Linked DNA regions of Zea mays: region 2 is linked to region 1. Evidence: chromatin contacts called from public Hi-C data. All regions are on one chromosome and are shown on one strand. Each heading gives the region's core, a stretch centred on a gene start, on an enhancer-like site or on the middle of the called end of the contact. The rest is flanking DNA. Distances are from core to core; before and after follow the strand shown. Region 1 holds the start of LOC103626500 (uridine kinase-like protein 3). Region 2 holds the start of LOC100193709.

Evidence for each region. Hi-C and Micro-C count contacts between places; a contact is called where the count stands out from the background.
Region 2: a Hi-C map of endosperm shows a contact between it and region 1, with 1.8 times the contacts expected there. The contact joins the promoter of LOC100193709 here to the promoter of LOC103626500 in region 1. A contact is called at or near these places in 4 of 25 Hi-C or Micro-C datasets (ear, endosperm, leaf and 1 more).

What each region holds. Positions count from the first base shown.
Region 1 is chr5:68,006,566-68,012,130 of Zm-B73-REFERENCE-NAM-5.0, reverse strand. It overlaps LOC103626500 (uridine kinase-like protein 3), which reads left to right and starts at 1,959. Exons shown (of 16, transcript NM_001351769.1): 1 at 1,959-2,125; 2 at 2,236-2,403; 3 at 2,564-2,655; 4 at 2,824-2,893; 5 at 2,989-3,104; 6 at 3,471-3,567; 7 at 4,102-4,181; 8 at 4,364-4,558. The coding sequence starts at 2,244. LOC606412 (protein disulfide isomerase 4) reads left to right here. Exons shown (of 11, transcript NM_001112287.2): 10 at 155-211; 11 at 315-598. The coding sequence ends at 452.
Region 2 is chr5:68,405,386-68,410,340 of Zm-B73-REFERENCE-NAM-5.0, reverse strand. It overlaps LOC100193709, which reads left to right and starts at 2,059. Exons shown (of 11, transcript NM_001317198.2): 1 at 2,059-2,207; 2 at 2,282-2,506; 3 at 2,601-2,722; 4 at 2,785-2,866; 5 at 2,972-3,044; 6 at 3,142-3,233; 7 at 3,319-3,501; 8 at 3,625-3,702; 9 at 3,864-3,908; 10 at 3,996-4,110; 11 at 4,271-4,441. The coding sequence starts at 2,085. The coding sequence ends at 4,293. It overlaps LOC100193107, which reads left to right and starts at 287. Exons shown (of 2, transcript NM_001138269.1): 1 at 287-757; 2 at 1,305-1,720. The coding sequence starts at 440. The coding sequence ends at 1,478.

The DNA.
Region 1 (5,565 bases), core at 710-3,209:
AAATTTTCATAGTTTTTTCCAATCCATATGGGATATGAATAACCGAACGTGGCTCTTACTGTAGACAATTTGGTAGTCTCCTTGGGTTTTCTTCTTGAATTTCAATTTTACTAGCATATTTGCATGACACGATACCTGGGTTCCTGTGTTACAGTCTGACGGATACCCAACAATTCTCTTCTATCCAGCTGGGAAGAAAAGCTTTGAGCCTGTAAGTGCTTATCATTTTACCTGTTGATGTGTGGTATCCTGTAATCACATTATTCTCAGCAGTGCTATCTTTATGAACATTGACTGATTCGATGTGTTGGTAGGTCACGTTTGAGGGGGAGCGGACAGTGGTAGATATGTACAGGTTCATCAAGAAACATGCTAGCATCCCTTTCAAGTTGAAGCGCCAGGAGTCAAGAAGGGAGAGCATCCAGACGGATGGTGTCAAGGACGAACTGTAGGGCAGGTCATGCATTGATAGATAGCTGAGTTTTGAATTTTGGTTTTATAAAATTAGGTCCGCCACCGAATTTCGCGTTTTCAGCTTAAACATCACCTAAATCTGTTTCTTTATATTATACTATATTAAAGCACCAGTTTCAACCGTAGTCCAGCGTCAATATTTTTCAAAAGACCTCCTACATTTTTTTAGAATCAACTCTCACTCCTATAATTTCTTTTCTACTACTATAATAGGAGAGTTATGTAAAAAATAAGTTAAAATTATGTATAAATGAGTGTTTGAATCTTGGTTGATGACTTCACATTCACATCAACCTAATAAATAGAAAACATATATTTTGTATTTTATTAAAATAAAATTTATTATATGTTATATATATATATATATATATAAACCGTAACAATATACAGACATATAACTAGTATAGACTTAAACATAGAGTGCATATGACTAGTAGAGACTTAAACATAGAGTATATGCTCATACAATTCCATTTACGGGGTGTTTGGATCCCTTCATTTTAGAGAAATTGGAATTCCCTCAATAAAGTAACTTATTTAGTTTGGAATTTGACATTCCACCAATTTCCAAAGTTCATATATAAGCATATCACAAATTCATGGGGTGGAGGGTGGAAAATGATTTTATGCATTAGTAGAATTTGTTTCTACTCTGTAACTTACATGACACTTTTCTTTTCACTCCTCTATAATAAAAATGTAACACATAAATATCCCTAACATCTTGCTAATAATAGTATACAAATATATTTTGCATAACATCGAATTAGCTTAATTGATATATGCCTAAATTATTATTATTAGAATGAAATTCAATTCCAGTGATCCAAACGGGGCGTAACGGGGCGTTATATAATTTTAAATATGGGGAGCAGGGAGACGTGAACGTAAAAAAAATGCTTTACACAGTAGATAGAAGAAGAGATAGAGATTTTCTCCTAAAACTTTTAGATCTACATAAAATATTAGCATGGTTTGTAATCCAGGTCCAAATTATATTTCATTTAGGATATGACTAATAATTTTTTTTGTTAAAATACAAATAAATTTTTAATATATTTAATATACAATTTATAATAATACTTTTTAAGACAAATCACTATTAGGTTTTTAACTAAATAATAAAGCAGTATTTATAGTTAAAAACTTTATAAGTTTAACTTAAACTTTATCAAATCGACCTATAATTTAGACCTGAAGGAAATATTAAGTAGAAGAATATAGAACGTAAACAGTAGAAAATATAAGTCTATAGCTGTAAGCATACTAATTTATTAGTTTAATACGAGATTTCGGATTTCTCTTCTGGCCGTCATCGAAACTATCAAAAAATTTATGTGAAATTTAGCCAAAAATTTCTGTGAAATTTAGCCAAAAAATTGAACCTAATAATTTAGCCGAAATTTTGAACCTATCGAACACAACATATATCTTTCTTTCTTTTTGTGTTTTATTAAAACAAAAGTTTATACAAGCCACAATGCACATACATGTATTCTTGTAGGCTCCCTCTCATCTCTGCACACCTCCCGCCGCGCCGACCACGCGCCTTTCCCCTTTTCCTCTCCCCCAGATCCACCCGCCGCGCCACCCCTCTCGGCTCCTCCCAGGCGGCGTCGGCCCTTTCCTCGCCCTCCTCCGTTTCTCTCCGGTAAAAAAAGAAACATCCTTGCTTGCCTGATTTGCGATACCTCTAAAGCCAAATCTTTGTTGGCATACAATTTATTTCGGATTTGTTTGACGCTCACACTCCCCTGCTAGGCGTATATATGGGTTCGAAATCGGTAGATGAGGTGCTCGATGCCGCCGCCGGAGTCCATTGCTCTGCTCTCCGTCTGGACGGTCCCAACGTCCAGTTTTCCGCCTCCTCCGAGGAAGAACCAACGACGTCTGGCCTGGAGAATGGCCATCAGGAGCCCTTTGTTATTGGTCCGTATATATACTTGATTGGTTGATGCCATGGACTCTCTCCCTATCTTTCTGCGCCTAGCCTAATGACAATTCAGTAGGATGTATGCCAATTGATGAGTATAGCGTAGATCGATGTTGGCCCTGAATGCAGCATGCCCTAATGTGGTATTGGGTACAGGCGTTGCTGGGGGTGCATCGTCAGGCAAAAGTACCGTGTGCAAGATGATCATTGATCAGCTCCGTGACCAGCGCGTTGTGGCTGTTACACAGGTTTGTGCATTACTGCTTGGCCTCATCTTGTGGCATATGTGCAAAGTAGCATGGTACTGCATTGGTAGGCACCAAACTATGCCCTCTTCATGCTAGATTATCACATTGCCATGTCACACTGTTTCCAGTCTCTTATAACTACAAGCAATGAGGTTACAATATTTGCAGGAGTCCTTTTATTATGGATTGACGGATGAAGAATTAGTCCATGTTCATGATTATAATTTTGATCATCCAGGTCGAATTCATCCTTACACAAGAATTATATTTACTATCCTAGTCCCAAGAGTTCTGCACTGAATGTGCTGCTGTATCTATCTTTTCCTATTTCAGATGCATTTCATACAGAGCTACTTCTCTCTTGTATGCAAAACTTGAAACATGGCAAAGCTGTCGACATCCCTAATTACAACTTCAAGACATACAAGAGTGTACCAAATGCAAGGAAGGTAATATTTTAAGTTTAGTGCAATTCTTAATAATCAACCTGACTGGTAAACTGATCGGCCTTTATGAGCCTCTGAATACAACATTACATTTTCAAAAAGAATATCTGCACATTGTCCTGAATAAGTTATATTGTTTTGTATGGTCCCAATAATAACCTGCTCCAGATTTTTTTTGTGAAAAACTACAATTTATGGTAAGTACCTGATACACTATTTGCTATTTGTACAACCGCTTATTTCTTCACATCGATTTCGTATTGTACATTTAACAGAAAACATTTGCTTTCTGCTGGTTTGTTTACGTTATTTATTCATCAATGCAATACTTGATTTATACAAGCAACCCTAATTTAAAACTGTCGCCAGGTTAATCCTTCAGATGTTATTATTTTGGAAGGAATTCTAGTTTTTCATGATTCACGCCTCAGGGATTTGATGAACATGAAGATCTTCGTTGATACAGGTACAAATATTTGCTTATAAGTTGATGATGTTTTCTTCTGTCTCCCTTGCCTGTTGATATTCCAGAAGTTCCCAATGCACAAGCATTGATTCCTGACTATTTTCTGAACTAGAAATGCATCATTGTTAATAATTTTCTGCCCTTTATCCAAAAACTTGAGACTATGAATCATTTCATTTATAAGTCCACTTGTATGAATACTTATATTTTGAGTCATTCATGTTAACGTGGTGTACTATAATCTTACTGAGCTGATAGAGATTTTTTTCTTTTGTCCTGAATTCTCAGAATTTTTTTAATGCACAAACCGCACATGTTGTGTTAGATCAGGTTACTTGTTTATTGAAGATATCATCAAAGTTAACTTAAATTATGAATCCAGAAATACTGATTTTTTATCATAGTTTTTTGCTTCCTTACCATATGTTGAACATAGTACTTTGTCAGAGTAGCCTATAGGCTTTCAAAACCCACTAATTGGTTTCATGGCCATGAGGTATTTTTTGTTATAACACTCACTTATTGATTTCTCAGATGCCGACGTACGGTTAACAAGGAGGATCCGTCGTGATACCATTGACAAGGGTAGAGATATCAAAGCTGTGTTAGATCAGGTTACAAAGCTTCCTCTATTGCAATTTTTGTTGTGCATCAAATCTAACAACATTTAGCGGGTCTTGATTCTATAGCATTTTCATCTAATATAATATTCTTGTCTTGTTGCATAGTGTACATTAAGCTATCTGTTGTCTACTCATTCTTATCATTTTTTGGCTAATAAAACACTTTTCCACAGTACTCAAAATTTGTTAAGCCTGCTTTTGAAGACTTCATCCTCCCAACGAAGAAGTATGCTGATATTATCATCCCACGAGGTGGAGACAATGATGTGGCAATTGATCTAATTGTTCAACATATTCGGACTAAACTTGGACAGCATGATCTTTGCAAAATACACCCCAATTTGTATGTAATTCAGACTACTTATCAGGTACCTAATGTAAAACATTCATTTTTATTTTTCTGAAAATTTGTTTGCTGTTTGATTGTAAACGGAGAACTGTAGAGGCATTGATGCATAGAGGCATCATAATATTGGACAATAATATGGAGGTAGAGGGAGGCCAAATTTGACTTGAGGACTTGAAGGGATGTGGTATCCCAAAAGAGTTGTGTTTGGATAGGTGTGCTTGGAAAGAAGCTATCCACATACCGTGATTAGACCTTTTTCTCTTTTAGTTCTCTCAGATCCTTTTTCCTCCCCTTTCTCTTTCTCTTTTTGGTGACTCTTGTTGGGTTTCAACTCTAGCCTACCCCAACGTGTTTGGGACTAAATGACTATGTTTTTGTTGTTGTTCGTTGCTTGCTGTTTGATGTCCCTGTAGTTTGTATGTACTCTCTGTAGAGAAACAGAGTTGAGGGCAATTGGCCACACCTCAATGAGAGGGGGCACCTTCTATTATATAGAGCTGGCTGGCCTGCTTTACAAGGCAGGGATAATTCCCCTGATTTATCCCTGATTTACATCTGCTATATCTAGCAACTAATCCCTGATTTACATCTGCTATCTATAGCAGCTAGGATTCTATCCCTGATTTACATCTGCTATCTATAGCAGCTAGGATATCCACAGATGGCATATTCTATTGCCTAACACCCGCCCGCAGTCGCAGCGGGAGGCTCCCGGACGCAAAGACTGGATCGAAATTCTCGAAAGAGTGCTGTCGGAAGCCCTTTAGTCATGATGTCGGCGAACTGGTGAGAGGAGGGCACATGGAGAACCCGAATTTCACCAAGGGCCACCTTTTCGCGGATGAAGTGAATGTCGATCTCGATGTGCTTCGTTCGCTTGTGGTGGATGGGGTTGGCCGTCATGTAGACGGCGCTGACATTGTCGCAGAAAACAACTCCGGCAACACCAGCACCAACAAACGTGTTCCCTGGGGCTTTAATCCCTGGACTGGCGAACGTGTGGCCCCTGGAGAGCGTGTCACCCCT
Region 2 (4,955 bases), core at 810-3,309, 400 kb before region 1:
TTATTATATAAGATAATTAATATAATACTCACACCATCTTAAAATATAATTTATTTTAGATTTGGAGTGTTTGAATGTACTAGAACTAATAGTTAGTTGACTAAAAATTGTTAGTAGAATTAGATAGCTAACAAATAACTATCTAACTATTAATTAATTTATCAAAAATAGCTAATAGCTAAACTATTAGCTAGAGTGTTTGGATGTCTTAACTAATTTTAGCGACTAACTATTAGCTCTAGTGCATTCAAACACCTCTAAATCTGTTCATTGCCGGCTACCTTTCATAAATAACTTATGAGGCCAAACTAAAGAGGGCAGGGCAGGCGAATCGAAGGAAAAGTAGTCAGGAGAGGCGTTTCCCTCGCAATCGACCATCACAGATCAAATCGCTGCAACTAGCTAGGGTTTCGTCGCCTCATCTCTCGTCGATCCATCGATGGCGTCCGAGGGCGAAAACAAGAGGATGATCACGCTCAGGAGCTCCGACTTAGAGGAGTTCGAGGTGGAGGAAGCGGTGGCCATGGAGTCGCAGACTCTCCGCCACATGATCGAGGACGACTGCGCCGACAACGGCATCCCGCTCCCCAACGTCAACTCCAGGATCCTCTCTAAGGTCATCGAGTACTGCAACAGTCACGTCCACGCCGCCGCCAAACCCGCTGACTCCGCTGCCTCCGAGGGCGGCGAGGACCTCAAGAGCTGGGACGCGAAGTTCGTCAAGGTGGACCAGGCTACGCTCTTCGACCTCATCCTGGTCGGTAACCTCCCCTCCCCTTGCTTCTTTTGCGATTCCTGTCTATGTATAGGTTAGATTAGATCTGCTACTGTCTTTCTAGGGTTCGGATTAGATCAGTATATATTGATTGATTGGTTGTGCGTCGTGGTGGAGGTCCGTAACCAATCAATTTTTTTTATCTCATAAGAGATGTTGTACTAGCCCCTGCTGCTCTGGAATCAATCAACCACAAAAACTGTGATGTGGCTAGGAACACTGTTGATAAATCATGCTGTTGCTATTATTCGTAACAACAATGCACCCGTATCAAGCTAGCTACAGGCGGGGATGATATTTGGTTTGCAGTGAGATAATTTAACTAGCTAGTCAGACAGAATTTGGCTTGTACTTGCGACTTTTGCACACTTTGGGGATTGTTCGTTTGACCGCCACGTGGATTGGGTGGTATTGAGTCGGTTTAAATCCATCCAAATTCATTCCAATACACTTCAATCCACATGTAATTGGACGTGATTTGTGTTATTTTCTGCCATTGCTGGTTGACATAATGGAACTGTATTTTCAGGCTGCCAACTATCTGAACATCAAGGGATTGCTGGACCTGACCTGCCAGACGGTTGCTGACATGATCAAGGGCAAGACTCCGGAGGAGATCCGCAAGACATTCAGCATCAAGAACGACTTCACCCAAGAGGAGGAGGATGAGATCCGCATGGAGAACCAGTGGGCCTTCGAGTGATTGTTGTCTTCCTTTCCCTGGTGATGGTGGTGGTTCTTTTACAAGAACAGATGGATGTCTGCACTGCACTCTACAATGCTAGTCTATCTACTTACGAAATAGTAGTGAAATAGTAGTATAATGGTCGTGATGGTTGTATCCTTTTTTGGATTGGATGTATGTCAAGCTGGTGGGTGCTAGTTCGTCTGTCTGGACTTGTTACTAGTTAATATCTCATAATACATATATAAAAGTGGATCTTATGATGATTTGCCTCCATGGCTGGTTGTTGTGCCAACGGTCTACTCGTGGTTGTCAAGGAGATAAGGGAAATGCTGATAAGGCCGGCCACTTGTCTGTTATCCACCACCCTTCCTATCTTAAAAGGAGGAGAAAACGAAAATGAAATTTCTGGCGCCTGTCTGCCCGCCCCCTGATAAGGCCGGCGAGAGAGAGAGAGAGAGAGAGAGAGAGAGAGAGAGAGAGAGAGAGAGAGAGAGAGAGAGAGAGAGAGAGAGAGAGAGAGAGAGAGAGAGAGAGAGAGAGAGAGAGAGAGAGAGAGAGAGAGAGAGAGAGAGAGAGAGAGAGAGAGAGAGAGAGAGAGAGAACCTCTCTGCAGGTGCAGCCATGGCGAAGCCCGTCTCCATCCAGGTGTGGAACCCCAGCGGCAAGTACCGCGTGGTGAGCACCAAGTCCATGCCGGGCACACGATGGATCCGCCTGCTCACCGACAACGACTGCCGCCTTGAGGTTTCTTCTTCTTGTCCTGTTCAATTCTGCACCAAACGAACCTGACCCTTCCCTGTCCCCGTCCCTGTTGGCAGATATGCACCGAGCACAAGACCATCCTCTCCGTGGACGACATCCTGGCGCTCATCGGCGATCGCTGCGACGGCGTCATTGGACAGCTCACCGAGGACTGGGGGGACGTGCTCTTCTCTGCGCTCAAGCGCGCCGGAGGCACGGTCTTCAGCAACATGGCCGTCGGCTACAACAACGTCGATGTCGAGGCTGCCAACAGGAATGGCATCGCAATCGGCAACACGCCGGTGAGTGAGTCTCTGTTTGTTGCTGCTGCTTCTGCTTCTGTTTGTTGTTGAATTGAAACCAAAACCAAAACCCCAACCCCAATCAAAACCACAGGGCGTTCTGACGGAGACGACGGCTGAGCTCGCCGCCTCCCTCTCGCTGGCGGCAGCCAGGAGGATCGTCGAGGCTGACCAGTTCATGAGGGCTGGCCTCTATGACGGATGGCTCCCACACCTGTCAGTCCCTCTGCTTCCTCATATACTCCTGCAAATGCAACAATAACAATGTATTGTCGCAGGTTCGTTGGCAACCTGCTCAAGGGCCAAACTGTTGGAGTCATTGGAGCTGGTCGCATTGGCTCCGCCTATGCACGCATGATGGTACACTACTTCCTATCCTCTCTCTCTCTCTCTCTCTCTCTCTCTCTCTCTCTCTCTCTCTCTCTCTATTGGATTGGTATTCAAGCTAATTGCCATTCATACCAGATTGAGGGTTTCAAGATGAACCTCATCTACTACGACCTGTATCAGGCCACACGTCTTGAGAATTTCGTCACAGGCAAGCAAGAATGCTACGTACCTATACCATGCATGTCACTGGCACAGATATATACTAATCTGCTTGCTCGATCTGTGCATTGCACTCCTACCTCCAGCATATGGGCAGTTCCTCAAAGCAAACGGTGAGGAGCCTGTCACCTGGAAGAGGGCCGCCACCATGGAGGATGTCCTCAGGGAGGCTGACGTGGTCAGATTCAGCAGTCCATTAATTAATCTGACCATTCCATTATCATATTGTTTTGTTTGAGTTTGCTTGTTTCGTTTGGCGGCAGATAAGTCTGCATCCGGTGCTGGACAAGACCACCTACCATCTGATAAACCCCGAGAGGCTGGCCATCATGAAGAAGGAGGCTGTTCTTGTGAACGCAAGCCGAGGGCCCGTGATCGATGAGGCCGCGCTGGTGGAGCACCTCAAGGCTAACCCCATGTTCCGCGTTGGCCTCGATGTCTTTGAGGTACTCCGATCCATCCATAGAATCGAATAATTGATGTTGATGATGATCAGTATTAGTTAATTTGATCGACAAGAAGCTCTTGGGCTAGCATGCATATGCTCAATCCATCGTCATCATCAACAGGATGAGCCTTACATGAAACCTGGACTCGCTGACATGAAGAACGCCGTCGTGGTACCGCACATCGCATCAGCCTCCAAGGTACCGTATCCATTTTGTTTTGTTTGTTTTTTTGGTTTTGCTTCGTTCCTTGTAACAGATTTTTGAGGTTACTCTATATCTACTACTATAGAATAGAATTTATATATAGTAGCGGGCGGCCGGCCGACTGACGAGATGAAATGTTGTCTGTTTTTCTTCAGTGGACACGCGAGGGAATGGCAACCCTGTCTGCTCTCAACGTTCTTGTATGTAAGCATGATTAGGCACGCATATATGGTTATTATTACTAGTAGTTACTGATGTGGATCGAGAATTGGCAACTCTTGGTGCAGGGTAAGATCAAGGGGTACCCTGTGTGGGGGAACCCCAATCAGGTGGAGCCCTTCTTGCAGGAGAATTTGACGCCACCGCCTGCCTGCCCAAGCATCGTTAATGCCAAACAAATTGGTTGGTAGCCCTGGCTCTCCCATCTACTTTACCAGCTGGCAAATAAATGAAAATCAATTTCTTGATACATATACTGCTGGCTCAGCTCCTCATTACATTAATTACATGAATTTCTGTCATGCCAACTTTTTTTGTTGACTAAGTACGTAGTATGTTGCAGGCCTGCCATCGGCAAAGCTTTAGGAGCGAACACTGACAGGCTGGTATCTACATGTTGAAGATGTGTCGTCGTCGTCTCCACCACGCGCACATATATGTACATGCATGTGGATTGAGGTCATGCATCTGCAGAGCAGGTAGCACATATTAATTTGGATCATATATATTGACCAATACACACTGTATGCTAGATTGCTAGGTTGCTGTGCATGGATCATATTGATCAATGACGACCAGGCCTCCCTCCGTTTCCCTTCTATATTTAGGACCTATTTGGTTCCTTAAGTCCAATTTGGTTCCTTAAGTCCATGGACTAAACTCCCGTATTCTTACGAGTCATTTAATAAGTTTTGAACACTTTTAGTCTCTTCAAACAGGGTAGGGACTAAGAGCATGTATGGTTTTTTTAGTCCAGACACTAAAATTTGGTCTCTACCCTGTTTGGTGCATGAACTAAAAGTATTTAGAACATATTAAATGACTAGAATACATTAAACGACTCATAAGAAGATCAAAATGCCTCTTGCTGTTCTCCTGCCATTAGTGCAATTGAAGTAAATGAGGGCCAAAAAGTGAAATTAACATGATTTAGTCCCTTTTAGTCACTTTGTGGGACTAGGATCTAAAGCAGTTTAGTAGTTTAGTCTATGTTTCAGTTCCATTGTTTGACTATTTAGGGATTAAAT